Linked DNA regions of Mus musculus: region 2 is linked to region 1. The links are chromatin contacts, called in public promoter capture Hi-C maps. All regions are on one chromosome and are shown on one strand. Each heading gives the region's core, a stretch centred on a gene start, on an enhancer-like site or on the middle of the called end of the contact. The rest is flanking DNA. Distances are from core to core; before and after follow the strand shown.

Region 1 (5,072 bases), core at 1,347-3,846:
CTCTCCACCCTCGCCCACTGTGGACACGTTGCCATGAGAACCCTCCAGAGGCAGGCATTTATCACTGCTAGTGACGTTGGGGGTGGAGCATAGTGCTGCGCCTACTGTGGGCCAAGGCTGAGAGTACTTCCCTAGAACTTGTGGGGGTGCTATGAGGGGGGCTTCCCTTTTCTGCTAGGGAGCTGTGTACACAGGACAATTGATAACTGAGCAGGCACTATGGGACAAACATTACCTGGCCCTTTAGCTCCCAGACTTTGTACTCCTGATGTAGAGAAAGGGTCTACACGTAAATTACCCCCACTACTGCCCAATAAGCCGTAGCACCGGGATCTTGCCAGGTCTGGTGCCTAAATAGGCAGGTCTGGCATCTATAGCCCATCATCTACCAAGCTAGGATGCTGGAAGGCCCAGTGCCTCTGGCAAGAGGCACGCAGGGCCAGAATGAGGTTGTGGCTTAAGAAGTGAACCTCCTGAAGACTTCCCCCAAAGGAAGCAGGCGGTGGCCACCCAGGCTATATTGGACACTGGAAGTTGCAGCTACACTCCAGGCTGAGCAAGCCATCTGGCTCCCGGGCACCTGCCGAGATTTTGGCGTCTTCAGAGCCAAAGAGGACAGTTCCTGAGGAGAGGCCAATGGGCATCTGCTCCCACCCAGGTCCAACCACAGACGTGTATTCTGGAAACTTCCCCAAACCCAGTTTCTCTAAAGACAAGCCAAGGTTTCTGGCTCCTTACAGGACCCTGCCTGGAATCCTTCTGGCAGGCTTCTCTTGGTGCAAGGGACTCCCTGTTCAGACCGAAAGATTTGTGCTTTGGGGATGCTATACATTACCCTTCACTCTACACCGCCTAAAATGAGAGCTAGGTCGTCTGTGGTCCCAGTATACACCTACCTTATAACGCGGCCCCTTTAAGTGCTATTCTATTGGTAGCCACTAGGGGCAGTACTGAGCCGCCAGGCCAGGATCACAGCTGCTGCCTCCAAGCTTCTGCTGGTACCGGGTGTATGTATATATATATATATATTTATAGCGGGGCCAGGTACACACTGGGACCGACCTGGGCTATGCAGACTACTCGGGCTCGGCTCGTGGAGTAATCACCAGGTAAGAGGCCAAGCCAAACTGCCCAGCATGTGGAGCTGTTGGCACGGGAGGGGGCTGCACGGAAGGATGAGGAGTCCCCGCCCCCAAGCAACGCAGACTAGGTTCTTGCTGATGGCTGCTCCAGGACGGGCCAAAGCAGGACTGCTATTTGGGAAGGGCCTTCAAAATACCTAGGATACAAGAGCAAGCCCCAACCCCATCCCAAAGGGAGCGTGTGTCACAGTGCACTGCTCCTGACAGCTGCAGCCAGCAAAGCCGACTGTCACCTTCCTGGGGCGGAGCCTCAGACCCTGTCATCTCACCCAAACTCTGACCTGGCACTGAGTTTAGAATGAAAGGGGTCTTAATAGGGTCGGCATGAACCTGGGTTTGGAACAAGCCTTGGTACTTAGTAGCTCTGACTCCAAAGAGCACCCCTCTAACAGCCCCTTGTACACCTGGACTAGAGACCCGAAAGGCCCATCCACTTACAAGTCCTGCCAGGCCCCAACACACTCTCAACTTCCTCTGGAGCAGATGTCCTGGGAGTAGGTGCATTATGGGGGGAGGGTGTGTGTGTGTGTGTGTGTGTGTGTGTGTGTGATCGCCTTCTTAAACCCTCTTTCTCTAGCCAGCTCCAGGCCCTGGAGACCACAGACACTGGTGGCCCACATCTGAACATTAGCCTAGATCGTTTTCAGCCCATAGCTCCAGGGATGAACAACCACACGTTTCCATGGAGCTTTCCAAAGCCAGAGTGGGAAGGACTCTGTCCTGGGGAGGGGCTTTCCCGCCCTCTCCTCTGCCTCCTCCTAGCTAGCAGCCTCCTGGCTTGGTACACTAGTGGTAGTTTTCAGCTTAGAGGAAGGACACCATGAACTCGTGGCTCACATGGCCCCACGTGGTTCTGTAGCCTAAACCTGGCTTTAGCACACACTGGGGGTGGGGGAAGGGTCCATGTGCAATTCTGCAAAGCAGGAGAGTCTTGCTGTAGCCTTCTCTGTTCCAGCAAGCTTGGTGGGTTTCATTCAAGCAACTGGGGTCCAAGATTTATGCAAAAGGAAGAGGGATTTGAGACCCAAGAAAACTCTGGGATCATTCCTCTGCCTAGGACCTCATCGAGTTGAGGGGACTTACGCTTAGTTAAAAAGGACTTGAGTGCTAGGAGAAGAGTTCTCTGCCCAGCCTAGTCGGCAGGCAGGAACCATTCATTGACTCACCTGGGACTCTGCATTATCAGAGGGTCTACCTGTAAGGAAATCTAAAAGTGCATCGTTCCAACTGTAGGCACCAGAGGGCAGTAGTGCTGAGATCACGTCCCGCTTTGATCTACCTAAGCCTGCCCAACCGACCCTAGTAGGGGGAGAGAATGCCTGGCAGGTTTAACTCAGGAGTTCCCTCTACAAAGAAGGTCCACAGTAGCCTAAATTCTCCTGGCCCATCTACCCCACAGGTCGCATGGACTGTGAGCTTTCTCCTGCAGGTACATCTAACATAGGCATGGAGGCAGCACCAGAAGCCTTGACCATGACCTGCAGCCAAGGCTGCACCATCCCCTATGCCCCAGGTAAGCCGGACCAGCACGTGGGGTGGGGTGGGGTAAAGGGCTTGGGGTGCAGAGGAGGCTGCCCTGACCGGTATCTCCTCCCAGGGCAAAATCCCCGAAAGGCCGTGTGACTGGAGCTGCCAGCCTGGGGACGTCTTTTAAGATGACCCGCACGGACCCGCCGGACTTGCTGGTGTCGACCGTGTACCAGGACATCAAGGTGGTGGACCCAGGGCTCACGTCCAAACGCCAGCCATGTGAGCGATCCGTGGCCCGGCCTGCTGCGCCCACGCCTTTCAACAAGCGCCACTGCCGTAGTTTTGACTTCTTAGAGGCACTGGACGAGCCCACCATGGAGACACACCCAGAGCCGCCACCTCCTGAACCTGCGCCACCGCGCGCCCGACCCAGAGACAGCGAGCCTCGGCGCCGCACCCGTTCCAAGAGCGCGCCCCGTGCGTCCCAAGGCCTGGCGACTGCTCCAGCTTCGCCGCCCGTACTGCAACGCAGAGGTCGGGAAGCCCAGCGTGCAGTGCGGGTGGAGGGGTCGCCGCGCCGGGAGCCCTCGTATCCTGCGCTGAGAGCTCTCGCTAATGAGCTGCACCCCATCAAGCTCCAGCCACAGCGGGGAGGCCCCGGACGCATCGCGCCTCTATGCGCCACCCCAGGCCGCTGCGCACCACCGGAACCACCCTCTGGACCTGTCCCCCATGTCCGCTGCCGTTTGGACATCAAGCCGGACGAGGCAGTGCTGCAGCACGCCGCCCGAAGCTCGCGATCTTGCGCACCTAGAGAGACGACGTCCTGGGCTCGCACAGCTCCACAGTTCCATGGCCTCACAGTTCCCGGCCCTCGCCACGTGGCCCTGTCACGCACTCCTACCCCCAGTGACTTGTACTGTACTGACCCCAGAACTCTGTACTGTGACGGGCCACTGCCTGGGCCCCGGGACTACTTGGAGCACCGCAGTCAACCCTTCACAACGCCTCCAGGTCCCACCCAATTCTTCTACACCGAGGAGCCAGAGGGCTACGCAGGCAGCTTTACCACAAGCCCCGGCCTTCCCTTTGATGGCTACTGTTCCAGGCCCTACTTGTCCGAAGAACCCCCTAGACCCAGTCCAAGGCGTGGGGGCAGCTACTATGCTGGCGAAGTACGCACCTTCCCGATCCAGGAGCCCCCCTCCCGCTCCTACTACGGGGAGACAACTCGAGCCTACGGTATGCCTTTCGTTCCCCGGTATGTCCCAGAAGAGCCCCGGGCGCACCCTGGAGCCCGCACTTTCTACACCGAGGACTTTGGGAGGTACCGAGAACGCGATGTACTGGCTCGGACTTACCCGCACCCGCGCAGCAGCCCACCCTGGGCTGACTGGGGTCCGAGGCCTTACCGCACCCTTCAGGTAATGCCGCCTCCCGCCCCTGGACCACTGTTGGCCTCGTGGCACGGCGGCACCGGCACAAGCCCACCCCGGCTGGCCACCGATAGCCGCCACTACTCTCGATCCTGGGACAACATCCTAGCTCCTGGTCCTCGTCGTGAAGATCCTCTAGGACGCGGCCGCAGCTATGAGAACCTCCTGGGACGCGAGGTTCGGGATACGAGGGGTTCATCCCCTGAAGGTCGGCGTCCACCAGTCGTAGTGAATTTGTCCACCTCACCCAGACGCTATGCAGCACTGTCGCTGTCCGAGACGTCGCTGACAGAGAAGGGCCGCGCGGGAGAGAGCCTGGGCCGCAACTGGTACGTCACGCCAGAGATTACCATCACAGACAACGACCTGCGCTCAGTGGATCGCCCGACTGCCAAGGGCTGGGAATTGCCTGGAGGCCGACCACGGCAGCCCGTATCCACGGTCCCTGAGGGTCCTGCTTCAAGCCGCCAGCGCAGCCTCGAGCAGCTGGACGAGCTCATCACTGACCTGGTCATCGACTCACGGTCGCCAGCCCAGGCCCCGGAGCCTGCCGCCGAAGGTTTAGGCCGCCAACTACGCCGCCTGCTGGACTCACGGGCTGCAGGCCCTGGAGGGGCCACCCTGCTGGCGCCATCGCGCTCGCCCCCGGCCTCGGCTGGCAGCACTGAAGAGCCCACCGGCTCGGGGGAGGCAGCGGACGCCTCCCCCGAGCCCAGCGCAGACGAGGATGACTTGATGACCTGCTCCAACGCGCGCTGCCGGCGGACAGAGACCATGTTCAACGCCTGCCTCTACTTCAAGTCGTGCCACAGCTGCTATACCTACTACTGCTCGCGTCTGTGCCGCCGAGAGGACTGGGACGCGCACAAGGCGCGTTGCGTGTACGGCCGCGTGGGCAGCGTGTGCCGCCACGTGCTGCAGTTCTGCCGCGACAGCAGCCCAGTGCATCGCGCCTTCTCTCGCATAGCGCGCGTCGGATTCCTGTCGCGAGGCCGTGGCGTGCTGTTCTTGGGCTTCCCGAGCC
Region 2 (5,072 bases), core at 1,254-3,753, 500 kb after region 1:
GAAGAATATTTCCAAAATCAATTAAGATTTTTGAATGGGGCATGATGGTGCTTGTCTATAATCACAGTGCTCAGGAGGTTGAGGCAGGGGATTGAGGGATCAGGGTCAATCTGGGATACACAGCAAGACCCTGTCTAAAATAACAAAGGAGACCTATAGATAAAGCTAGTTTGGTTGCATAGTGGACCCCAAGTGTATTGACGACAGTTCTTAGAGGGAAAGGTAGGAAACCTGAGCTTCTCCCACTTTGGGGCTTCTGGAGAGTGTGGCTCTGCCATCCCTGGACTCAGGCTTTTGGTCTCTAGAATTGAAAGGAGCCCCAGGAAATGAACCTGGTGGCCCCTGTCATCAGTGCAGTGTAGACCTAGTGGGAAGCTCAGGATGCCAGAGAGGGTCCTGGCTAGAGGGCAGATGTGGGACTGGATGAAGGAATGTTAGCCCCAGTCCCTGGGGGGGAGGTACAGGGTCTGAGATCTCTGTGAATTCTCATCAGAGCCAGCCCGAGTGTGTGATCCTGTGTCTTATTTCAGTGCTCTAAGGCCTTTTCTTTTAGGTGAATGTGCTTCCCTGAGAACTAGAAATGTCGCTCCCGTTTGTCACCAAGTGGTCTCTCCCACTGGGCTTCCTGGGAGTCCAAGCCAGGCAGCAGTGGCTGCCACATAACTGTCCACTGACCTTCTATCTGGCAAGTCAGGGCCTGGCTGACCACTCCTGTGTCCTTCTCCTTGTTTGCTGGCCACTGGTACACAAACAGGGATGTGTGGGAGGAGCCGGCATCAAACACAATCCCAAACTAGGGATAATATGGAACCAGAAAGGTGTTGAGGCCAACATCCTGGTCACCCAGCCCAACATCCTCGTTAGGTCCCTGAGCAAACCTTGGTGTCTGCAGGCAAGAGAACATTGATTGCCTTCACCAGGATGAGGACGAGCATGGTGAGGCCAGAGGCTGCTGCAACTCCCAACAGAGCCATGAAGACCCGTTCCTTCCAGGAGAGTCCCATGGTGAGAGGGTCTGAGCTGCAAGGGTGAAGTGGACAGCAGTGGACACTCAGACTCCTGCTGTTCCAACTCCAGCCTTCTAGAGGAAGGGCCTTAACACGTTCCAACCTTCCTCAGATGTCAAATCTGGGACTCCTAGGTTAGATCAGTAGCCAGGACAGCCACAAACAAACAAACAAACAAACAAACAAACAAACAAAATGGCCAAGAACAGTTTCCAAAGTCTTATTGGGCAAGCCCAGTATTGTCACAGAGCCTGGGGGCCAGTACAGAGGGTACAGCCCAGTGGAGCCAAGATGGACATTTCTGGTGCCACTATCAAGGGCTAATGAAGCCCCATCTAGACCTCCTACGTAGGCATCACCCTTCCTCTCCCTCTGGACCCTTGCTCTCTTGATTCCCCATGAAGAGTCCCATGTCTGGACTGAACTCAGGACTTCAGAGTCTCCCAGTGCTGGACTTCTTTCTGGGAGCCTCAGAACCATGCTACATGGAATCCAGGGGCCAGGTGTGGGCCCCTCAAGAGGCCAGCTAGCATTCTATTCTTCTTAACAAAGACATCTGATTTTTCTTGAAATCCTAAACTTGGATTTCTCTAATGGAGATCTGAGAGATTTTAGCTGACCCCGGATGAACCTGGGCAGCTGACCATGGAATGCTATTCTCCACAGTACTCAAGACATCTATACCCGTATCTCCTCTGGAGCCCAGCAGGGATTCCGAGTCCTGACCTACCCAGCCTACCAATGTACAGAGAAGCCACTAGGCAGCTCCTGGTCAGCTCTGCTTCAGAACATACCTCACAGTGGCTGTTGTTACCTACTGAACTTGGCAAAGCCGGGGTGTTCCCTGAGAATCCAAGCACTTCGAAATTCTGTGACTTGGTATCTCATGGCATATCCCCCAAGAATGAAAATACTCCCAGTGTTTCAAGAATGGTAAACAGAGGTTAGGACTCCTAGGGACAGGCTAAATGGGGCACTAGCTCATCTGAAGTAAGGGAAACGGAGGAAAAAGGACAAATGACCTGCCCAGAGACTGAATTGTAACTCCAGCCAGCACCCCAAAGCACAGGGACAAGTGGGTCACAGGTAGTAACTAAGAAAACACAGACCGCACCTCAGGGGTGTCATACCTGAGACTGGGTTGTTATACAAAAAGCACAAGGCAGGCTCCCCTCACCCAGGACAGGCAGTCCCCTCACTCACCCAGGAAAGGCACTCCCCTACCAAAGCCAGCCCACAGACCAGGACAGCCCCTGAGGTCGCTCACCTGCACTGGGAGCCAACTTTCAAGGATAGCTTGAGGAAGTTCTGCTTCTGACCTGCACACCTGCTGTCCTCCACACCCCGTCTCCACCTACTTGAACCTGGGGCTGTGGTGGGAGGAGCAGGCTGCTCTCTAGCTGCTGCTCTGGCATCTACTAATTTTACTCTATCTCATTAATTCCAGGCTTACATCTTGCTCCTGTGGAGGGAGGAAGAGCAGCGTCCCTAGTTGTCAGGACGGACTTTGGAACTGACCTGGGGATGACAGAGAAGGCAGGACTAGGGACACCCTCCCGCTTACTGTGGACCTTGTCCTCTGCCCTTCTTACTTGGGCCAGGCCAGATGGAGTCAAGTAACAAGTGACTGAGCGTCCAGAGGCTACAGGGCTGGGTGCTGCAGAGCTGCAGAGCTGCAAATGTAGGTGAGTCAGAGAAAGTCACTTTTCTTTAGACCTGTTGGGATTTTAAAACATAAGGTACTGGATAAAGCTCGGTTAAATATAGGTAGAATTGTTTACCTAGCATGCAGGAAGTCCTATGTTCAAGCCGCGGCACCATAGGAAATCGATGTGGAGGTACCTGATGAAGTCCTAGCACTCAGGAGGCAGGAGGATCAGATGTTTTAGGTCATCCTATGAGTACAAAGCCAGCTTGTAGGGGAGACCTAGCCTCAAAAAAAAAAAAAAAATGGAGAAAATGGAGCTGGAGAGATGATAGTTCAGTGGGCAAAGAGCTTGCCATACAAGCATGAGGTCCTGAGTTCAGAGGCACGACACTGACATAAAAGCTAGGTATGGTGGCCCATGTCTGTAATCCCAGTGTTGTGGACAGGGTTGGGGGCAAAAGCTGGTGAATTTCGACATCTTCCTGGCTAACCAGTCTAGCTAAACTGCAGAGCTTCGGGTTCAGTGAAAGACTCAGTCTCAGATGGATGATAGTAGATAAATGGATAAATAGTAGATAGATAGGTAGATGAATAGATAGATATAGACAGATGATAGATAATATATAATAGAGACAAGATAAATATATGATAGATAGATAATAGATATATAGGAAATAGAGATAGAGATGATAGAGATGATAGATAGATAGATAGATAGATAGATAGATAGATAGATAGAAGACAGATAATAGATATAGACAGATAGACAGACAGATGGTGTTCTTTTAGGGTTTCTATTGCTGTGATAAAACATCATAACCAAAAATAACTTGGGGAAGAAAGGGCTTGTTTGGCTTACACTTCAAGGTAACAGTTCATCACTGAGGAAAGTTAGGGCAAGAACTCAAGCAGGACAGGAACTTGGAGGCAGGAGCTGATGCAGAGGCTGTGGAGAAGTGCTGCTTACTGGCTTGCTCTTTCTTCCCTGTTTGGCCTGCCTTCTTATACAACCCAGGGTCACCAGTGCAAGGGTGGCACCGCCCACAGTGAGCTGGGCACTTCCACATCAATCATTAATCCAGAAAATGTTCTACAAGCTTGCCTAGAGGCCAGTCTGGTGGGGACATTTTCTCAGTTGAGGTTTCCTCTCTCAAAATGACTCTGGCTTGTATCATATGGACATAAAAACTAGCCAGCACAATTAGCTCTGCTTCAGAGCAACCTCACAGTGAATGTTGCTGCCTTCTGGACTAGTCAAAGCCAGAGTGTTCCCTGAGCCTCCAAGCACTCTGAAATTCTGTGACTTTGTATCCTGTAGCATACCCCACAGGAATGAAGGCACTCCCTTCAATCCCGGGTTCATGCAATTGAGGATTCACTCACCTTCACCAATGGCCTCCTCTGACATCTCTTTAGAAGTTCAGCCCTGCCACTCAGTGCCAAGTCTCACCAAGTCTCAGCTACTCTCCAGGACCCCTTCATGCCTTCAAAACCAACACTACTTGCAGGACTTTTACAATATCAGTTTTTTGTTTGTTTGTTTGTTTGTTTGTTTTGTTTTGTTGGGGTCCAAGAATGACCTCACAGACCACAGGAAGACTAATTTCCGTCAGACAGGAATAGTTCATTGAACATGAGCGATCAGGGCCACAATCCAGTTGCTGGAACTGAACAGTGACCCCGAGTTAAAGGGTTTTTTTTTGTTGTTGGGTTTTTTTGTTTTGTTTTGTTTTTTTGAGACAGGGTTGTTCTGTGTAGCCCTGGCTGTCCTGGAACTCACTCTGTAGACCAGGCTGGCCTCAAACTCAGAAATTCGCCTGCCTCTGCCTACCAAGTGCTGGGATTAAAGGCGTGCGCCACCACGCCCAGCTTAAAGTTCTTTTTTAAAGGACATTTTTATTTTTTTTTTCAATTTTGGTTTTTTTTGAGACAAAAAACCAAAGCTCTGGCTAGCTCTGTATAGCTCTGGCTGTTAAAGGACTTTTTTTTTTTTTTTTTTTTTTTTGTTAAAGGACTTTTTAAACAGAACTTATAAACAGGGCTTTTTAAACCAGAGATCTACAAACATCTGTGCCAAATTATTCCGCCAATCAGGATTTAGGGATAGGGGGATTTCCTTAGGAACATGCCATTCTTATACACTCTTCCTGTTCCCATTGGTTGGGGTATTCAAGTAGCTGGTGACTTGCCTTGTCTAACGTTCATACTTGTCAACCAGGAAGTCAGTTACCTACATCCATGTCTCTTTCTGCCAAGTAGGATGTCAGTTCCCAGGGAGGTCTTGGGAACTTAAACTTTACCACTACTCAAAACAGAAGTGTTATTCCAAATAGTTTCTTATATTGGTGCAGGTGTCTCTTATGGTGGGGTCATCCCAGGGGCAGCCTATAAAAGCAAACACCATAAAAGCTAATACA

The links. Promoter capture Hi-C pulls out the DNA fragments that hold promoters and counts their contacts.
Region 2: a promoter capture Hi-C map of liver shows a contact between it and region 1, with 3 times the contacts expected there. The contact joins the promoter of Entpd8 here to the promoter of Ajm1 in region 1. A contact is called at or near these places in 4 of 39 promoter capture datasets (hippocampal neurons, liver and neural stem cells), 1 of 115 datasets of contacts at active chromatin or transcription factors (bone marrow-derived macrophages) and 1 of 9 other capture datasets (adipose tissue).

Annotation. Positions count from the first base shown.
Region 1 is chr2:25,577,623-25,582,694 of GRCm38.p6, reverse strand. Ajm1 (apical junction component 1) reads left to right here and starts at 2,596. Exons shown (of 1, transcript NM_001005424.2): 1 at 2,596-5,072. The coding sequence starts at 2,798.
Region 2 is chr2:25,077,754-25,082,825 of GRCm38.p6, reverse strand. It overlaps Entpd8 (ectonucleoside triphosphate diphosphohydrolase 8), which reads right to left and starts at 2,503. Exons shown (of 10, transcript NM_028093.1): 1 at 2,275-2,503; 2 at 879-1,020; 3 at 676-793. The coding sequence starts at 1,004.